Linked DNA regions of Zea mays: region 1 is linked to region 2. Evidence: chromatin contacts called from public Hi-C data. All regions are on one chromosome and are shown on one strand. Each heading gives the region's core, a stretch centred on a gene start, on an enhancer-like site or on the middle of the called end of the contact. The rest is flanking DNA. Distances are from core to core; before and after follow the strand shown. Region 1 holds the start of LOC732788 (DRE-binding protein 1c). Region 2 has its middle 22 kb from the start of LOC103635581.

Region 1 (3,797 bases), core at 187-2,686, 78 kb after region 2:
ACCGGAGCAGCCGAAAAGATGCACCACCGCTGATTGTCCAAAACATTTGAAGGGACACGTTAACATTTCACAACGAAACTAATCCCCAACATCGACAAAATTAGGACATGTACAACTTTATTTAATATTAGGTCTGAGAAGTCTAAGAGGTTAATTAGAAAAAAATATAAGAGATAGTTGTGTCACGATGTCTCTTATATACCTGGAAAATCGATCCAAAGTCTTAATTGCTCATATACTTTGAATTTAATAGAAACAAATTAGATCTAACATTACATTTTAACAACATTTTAATTATAATTTTGTAAAACATCAAAATTGACTCACGTTAATTAACAACAACCGTGCAAACTTTTTACTATCAATTAACTACCACCCTAATTTTTTTAATTGTGCCAACAAATGACGCTGATCATGTCGCTGTTCACCAACGCATGGAAAGGATCTTCTGTTGTTCATCAATATTCAAATTTATTTTAAATCTAGATTATGACTATACTTATATTGTTTACCAAAAAAATATATTTATCCTTATATTATTTGATCAGTTAAAGTTATAGCATACTGCAACTCATATTTGGGCTTCATCAGCTCTAGGTACCAACCAAATACATATTTTTCCCACTTATATCTGACTTGAAAAAAAAACACAAACTTTTCGAATAACTTTCATGCAACGGTTTTGGTCAGGCAAAATGTTCACGTCTCCAACCAAACCAGCGCACGAGAGTCTGAGACTGTCTCCAGCAACGTCCTCTATATTCATCCTCTATATCCGTCCTTTACAGTCTCCTCTAAAAGATTTCACCCTCTATATCTCCTTCCTCTCCAACAACGTCCTCTAAATCACATCCTCTATACTCAAATATCTATATTAGAAACATTTTTTATTTTTATTTTTTGTACCTACGTATTTGTCATACTCTCAAATGTATTATACATATTTTAGTTTTGCTAAACCGGTTATTTAAAGTATTAAAATGGATAGAAGATCGTTTAGAGGAACTCTATATATAGAGAATCCAGCAGCGTCCTCTAAATTTAGAGAACTGTTTAGAGGACGCTACTAGAGACGTAGAATACCATTCGATCCTCTATATTTAGGGTACAGAACCCTTTAGGGTCCCTTGTTGGAGCTAGTATCAAGCGACTGGCCTCAAGCCCTCAACCGAGTTTGCTTCGGCGCCAAGTCTCCAGATCCTTCCACGCAAAGCGAAAGCCGCACCTCCGATCCAGCGCACGCCTTACGTCAGCTCGCTCTCACTTCAATACACCACGTCCACGTGAGCCTGTTCTGTTCCACTGACACACGGAACCCACGCGACCGAACCCGTGACCGGCCGCGAGAATCCAAAGATATTTTTTCCACGGAAAATGGGGACCACGGAACGCGTCGAGACCGGCTTATAAATAGCCGGCGGACCGCCTCACAACGGGCTTTTGGATTCTGGTTTCTCTCGTCTTTCTCCTCCCTCTCCTGACTTTTCTTCTAGACATCTCGCGGGTCTTATCGACTCCAACAAGAACACACTACACACCAGCCAGCGAGATAGCGAACGCTAGGAACCCAGTGGCCATCTTTGGAGCGGCCATGACGCTGGATCAGAACCATGCCATGCCGATGCAGCCCCCGGCCCTGCAGCCCGGAAGGTGAGATCAGCCTTCCAGATACTTCTTTCGATTTACTTGTATGCTAGAGGATTAGCCGACTAGGGTTTGAGGATGTTGGGATTTTAACTCTCGAGCCACTCAATTTGACTGCCCATGTTCGTCTGGCGGGGAACGGGTATCTGTGGAATTTTTTTTTGGGGCTCATAGGTTGGTAAATTTTCGAGGGGTACTGGTCGGTTCACTTGTCGAGATTTTTAATTAGGGTTCTGGGAAATTATATCCGTAAGATGCCCCTTGGTGAGGGTTGTGGGATTTCCTTGTCGGATTGTGCCATTGTGCCCTAGCAATTCCGGAATTAGGGTTTCTGGTGGTGGTCCGTGTAATTTGGGCCCATAGGATGGTGGTTGAGGTATTTTTCGTTGGTGTGGAATTGGGGTAAAGGGCTTTAAATGGGGATCGTTGTCCTGTTTGTCATTCTAATTTGACTGCAGTGGATGATTGCTAGTTCCTGTATGGTTGAGCATAGTATGGCGCCCTTAAAATAGGGGGAAGCTCATGCTGTTGCTTGTTTGTCATGTTGAAAGCTGGAATCGTATGTTTAATCTACTAGAAACTTTATTCTGGGTATCAACTGCTGTAAGATGTGGTTTTAGAAGCCTATCTTGGGTATTTATAGCGGTGTAGATATAGGCTTAAGCTTCAGAGCTGTGAGTATTGTTCATATTATTTGATCTTCAGGTTATGAGTATTGTTTGCATCGTACTGAGTGGCAGTACAGTGTGCATCATCTCCACAGAAACGTGTATACTTGGAAGCTTGTAGAGCGTGCCTAACTTGCTGCTAACTTTGTTTCTGTATGTTGTCAAATTCTATTGTTGTTAGTTTTCCTTAATCCACTATCTGATACGTACTATGTCTATTTGTCTTGTCTTATCGGTAATCTATAGAGCATATGGAGCAGAGGGCAGTGCTGTGGTGCATGGTTCCATCAGAACAGTAGGTATGACTGCTTTGATCACCTCTTGTGAAAAGGAAATATTGACTGATATGAGTCCACACTAGGCCTGGCCCTATAAAACACAATCACACAAATAACAATAACAGTTTATGTTTCAGCAGGAGGCCCTACTCTTGCCTTGAATGAGTGCCAGATTTTGGTACAGCAGAAACCCCAGGGAGATTCACGACTGCTGGCCTCTAATCTGTGGTGTGTTTTAACTGTTCTATATCTGGTTGCTCTCTGCTAGAGCATCTGAGCTATCACTAGCAGTCTTTGACTGATAGTGTTGTGTGCTTGATGAGTGAGTTACCCTTGTGCTGTGGTGTGTTTTTACTTGTTCTATATCGATCTGGCTGCTCTCTGCTAGAGCATCTGAGCTGTCACTTGCAGTCTCTGACTGATAGTGTTGTGCGCTTGATGAGTGAGTTATCCTTGCGCTGTGGTGTGTTTTAACTGTTCTATATCTGGCTGCTCTCTGCTAGAGCATCTCAGCTATCACTAGCAGTCTTTGACTGGTAGTGTTGTGCGCTTGATCAGTGAGTTACGCTTGCGCCAGATACTGAAGTGATATCTGTTTCTCTTAACATGGTTGTCTACTCTGTAGAAAATTATGCAATGTGTTCAAAATTAAATATTAGTAGGTTTACAATGACAAATATTGTATCTGTTTATGCAAATATGTTTAATGTGTAGGACCTTTTGATTAAAAGGTCAACTAACAGCGTGTAGGGAGCAAAATAGTATCTGTTTCTGTGGAGGTGATGATATTACCATGTTTGAACATTTGGTATTCTGAGCACTCTAAGATGAGGAGTGGGTGAGATAGTCACCTGTTCTGTTTTAACGTTTTGTTATTTTGATTGTTCTCTGCTTATTATTGCATGGTTATTATTAGTTTATTTCTGGTTGAAATAGTATACCTGTTGGGGCATTTTTGTTATTTTGCTTATTTGTACTTCATTGCATTCTCGATACAGTGTTCTATGCGACGCGAGTACTAAAATTTACTTCGTCAATTAAGCAGGAAGAAGCGACCTCGCAGATCACGAGATGGGCCTACGTCAGTGGCAGCTGTCATCCAGCGGTGGGCTGAGCGCAACAAGCATTTGGAGTATGAGGAATCTGAGGAGGCAAAGCGACCAAGAAAAGCACCTGCAAAGGGTTCAAAGAAGGGCTGTATGAAGGG
Region 2 (3,624 bases), core at 1,035-3,534:
ATTTGTTGATATACGTGTTGGTTTGTATGTTTGCTTGTTCATGCTGCATAGTTATTGGAGCATCTGTCTCGTCTTGTGAAGGCCAATTCTTCAAGTCTATGCCAGACGGTGGAGCTAGAAGCCAGTCCCATGAGCTCTCGCCCTTTCTCTAGTTAAAGCACAACAAGCTCACTGGATGCCTTTGATGCATAAAGTGTCTACGTTTTTTCAAACACAACCCTCAGCCTGTTATTTTATGCATTATATGATTTTGCTGCTAAGAGACATGTTAATATGGTCACCCAGCCTTAGAACTTTGCCGCAATTCATCTTTATACTCCTTGTCATTTTTGTTACAAAATGATTGAGAAAAGGTGTGAGTTTTCAAAAGAAAATGCTTTTTTTTTTCAAAATGGGTATGATGAATGGTTATCATCCTTATCACCTTTGAGTGGGATGATCAGGAACTCCCTCATTTGGGGAGGGCCTTAAGGTGATGGCTCAGCCGGGTTAGGTGTGAGCATGAAGCATTGTCCCCTCTCGCATAAGGACCGGTTTGTCATCACTCCTTACCTATACTCTTATCAAGTACAACCACTCGAGACTATATGGGCATTCGCTTGATCCGAACTTGCATGGTCTTTGCCCTAGGGTTATGGTGGCTTGGGAGCACCGGGAGGGCAAGGAGGGGGGATGTTTTGTCCTAGTTTGGGCATGGAGGTGGCCTTATTCCTTTCGGTATAACCGCCAAGGTAAAGTTGTGCAAGGGAAGAGAGAGTTTCGGTTTCGGGTCTCATTGGTCATGAGATCGTAGAGCCATACTAGTGGGTAAAGTGTAGACCTCTGCGTAGAGTCAAAATCCTATTTGAATAGTCTATGTCCACAAATATGGATGAGTCATGGCATAGATTTGACAATTAATGTTTTGTTTTCCAAAAATGCTTTTGCAAAGTAGTTTTAAAAGGTCTGTCGGTTGAGCCGTGAGCTATAGTGGACGAGAAGTCCAGTAGCTGTTTTTGAAAATGAAAACCGGTGGGAAGCTACCGAGATTCCTAGATGGTTTAGTCCAGGGGATTTTGTTCTATATTGAAACCTTCCTGCTCCTTTGAGAGAGGATGCACTTTGAAAAAGATTGAAAGGGAAATGTGCCCTTGGGCCATTCCTATACTGTTTTGGTGATTAAATGCTCAACACATTTTGTTTAGACTAACATCATCTAATATGAGAAATGAGCACATGTACTTAAAAGCAAATTGAGCTTGGGAGAAGGCAAAATAATACAAATCTATATGGGACCGTCCGGAGCGATGCAGGGAAGGAGAAGCTCCTACAACGAGGTCGCGGACCGTCTATGCTGCCACAGAGGGCACTGTCGGGCAGTACACCCCTAGTGTTTGGTGCCCAGATTGGTGCCAACAACTAGGTGTTTGATAGTCCACACCAGCTTTTAGCGGCCAGCTAAAAAAAGCTGAAACAAACACATTATCTCGCATGTGAAAAAACCACCGAGCAAAAAGCGGCAGCGGTGAAAGAAAAAGTAAGCGGGATCTAGGCCCGCACATGGAGGTCTGCGCTTATAACTATCTCCATCAGCTTATCCATACTCATACCCATATTCAAACTACACTATACAAATAGTGCAATGTGCAGTTCAAACGATGCGAAACAATGTGTAACACCCAAAATTTCCTTTCAAGAATTTTTGACATTCTAATAAGAATTTCTTTCAAAGTTGCTCTAAAAAATAGATCAAACTTAAGTCTGACTTTCTTTTGTGGTCAAAGAAAGTAGGAAATATGTGAGGATCCTTCTGTAGGATATGACATAATACATTTGGAGAAAGTCTCTATAAAAGTATGTGTTCAAGTATTTTTTTATAAATACTACACCTCATAGATTATTTGCCTAAAGTAAATAATGTTTGGTGTGAATGCTTAAGAGCATTTGCATAGATGGAAATGATAAATAAACAATTAAATAAAAGTTTACATTGCATGCCAGATTTATTGTGCTTGTGCATTTGTTCTAAATTTGAGCATTGACTAACCTTGAAAAATTCAAGTAGAAAATAAAATAGAAATCTAAAACAGAAAATGATGAAAAAGAAAAAAGAAGAAAAGATAAAGCCTGCTGGGCCAAATCCTCCCGTCTGGCCCATCTCCCCCTTCCCACCCAATCGGCCCAGCCGAGCATCCCTGTGCGGTCTGTCGTGTGGGCCTTGGATGCCAAGACAATGACGTGGGCCTTGGACGCCAAGATAATGACGGCTGGACCACCCATGTCAGCCTCGCACAACGTGGACGCCGCTCGCCTACGCTTGCTCGAAGCCAATGACAGGTGGGCCCTCTGCGTCACCCTCTACTCACCATCCGCGCTATCTCAACCGCTGCCGTGTGGGCCACATCTATCAGGTTCGTCTCCCCAACGAAGTCGTCACAACAGAATACTGACCCCCCGCCCAGGGATCTCACTTCTTGTTTTCCTAGCTCGTACTTCATAGTTGGGGTATAAATCACGGGCGCCGCAGCCTCCTCGTCCTCTTAACCCAATGCGCCGATGCAAGGTAACTCGGGGTCTCACATCGCTCCATTGCCAAAAAAAGTGAGGTTAGTCCGCCGCCATTGATCAACCCCAGGGATGATTCTCCAGCCTCAGTGGGTGGTCTGTGTGCATCGTGAGATCACGACGAAGCTTTGGATGGTCGTTAGAGGACGCGGGATCAACTGAAACCAGGGGAATTCCTCATCAGAGGAGCACGCCTGCTGAGGAACGCCGCTCGCCGTGGCCAGCATTTGGCGCAACTTAATACATGGTATGGATTTCTCCTTGGCTCTCGGCATGAAATTGTGTTAGCTAGGGTAGGCTTTGGGGTGCTGGTGGTCTAATTGGGGGGGGGGGGGGGGGGGAAGCCTTGCCGGTGTCGCTCGGCCAGGGTTATGGGGCCGCCGTGGTCGTCTGGTCACGGTCGTGAGGACGAAGACACGGGTGTGGCCGTTGGTTCATCCTCGAACGAGCCAGATTAAAATACGTCATTTACCCTTTCGTGATGGAGTCACAGTCATTGATCGGCGAATGTAGGGTCGAGAGAAGATCACAATATTTTAAATGTGGAGCGTTAGATTGTGATCTGAGGACCGAGAACACGTACTAGTTCGGCGCTCGGATGTTTAAATCTGCACCGTGTGTCGCTGATCTGGTGGCCAATATGGGTTGATACCACTTCGATCATGGCATTTTCCTGAAGAGACCCTGGGAAATATGAAAAGTAACCTGCAGTCCATTCGTATATGAAGATGAATACACATACACCTTCGATCATGACATTCCTAAAGTAACCCGCTTTATTAAAATAGTGGTCGTTGTCCAACCCTTTTTTGTTAACTGTAACCAAATCAGGAAATTGATTATTATGTACAAAAATAAATCCATGAATTCAAAAAATCATAGCTTCCTCATACTAATTTCGTTTTACTCCGTTCCAATTGCGTTAGCTTCGTAATAAAATTGCCTAAGCAGTGATGACACTATTTGTAACATAAAACATATCTTTATAAATATATTATGGTTTATACTATTATCAGTAGATTTTTCCTTCTAACCAAAGTTAAACTAGTCCATGACGATAATTAACTAAAATATGATCTC

The links. A called contact is a pair of places that touch in the nucleus more often than the background predicts.
Region 1: a contact with region 2 is called in a Hi-C map of endosperm, with 3 times the contacts expected there. The contact joins the promoter of LOC732788 here to the enhancer-like site in region 2. A contact is called at or near these places in 2 of 25 Hi-C or Micro-C datasets (endosperm and leaf).

The regions. Positions count from the first base shown.
Region 1 is chr8:96,773,762-96,777,558 of Zm-B73-REFERENCE-NAM-5.0, forward strand. LOC732788 (DRE-binding protein 1c) reads left to right here and starts at 1,437. Exons shown (of 3, transcript NM_001305945.1): 1 at 1,437-1,650; 2 at 2,559-2,611; 3 at 3,636-3,797. The coding sequence starts at 3,790.
Region 2 is chr8:96,694,542-96,698,165 of Zm-B73-REFERENCE-NAM-5.0, forward strand. No RefSeq gene overlaps it. Among protein-coding and RNA genes, the nearest start is that of LOC103635581, 22 kb to the right of the region's middle. Within about 2 kb of position 2,285, at least 17 of the 20 cell types and tissues checked have an H3K27ac peak or open chromatin away from gene starts, as enhancers often do. A contact at or near this core is called in endosperm and leaf, where this site is marked.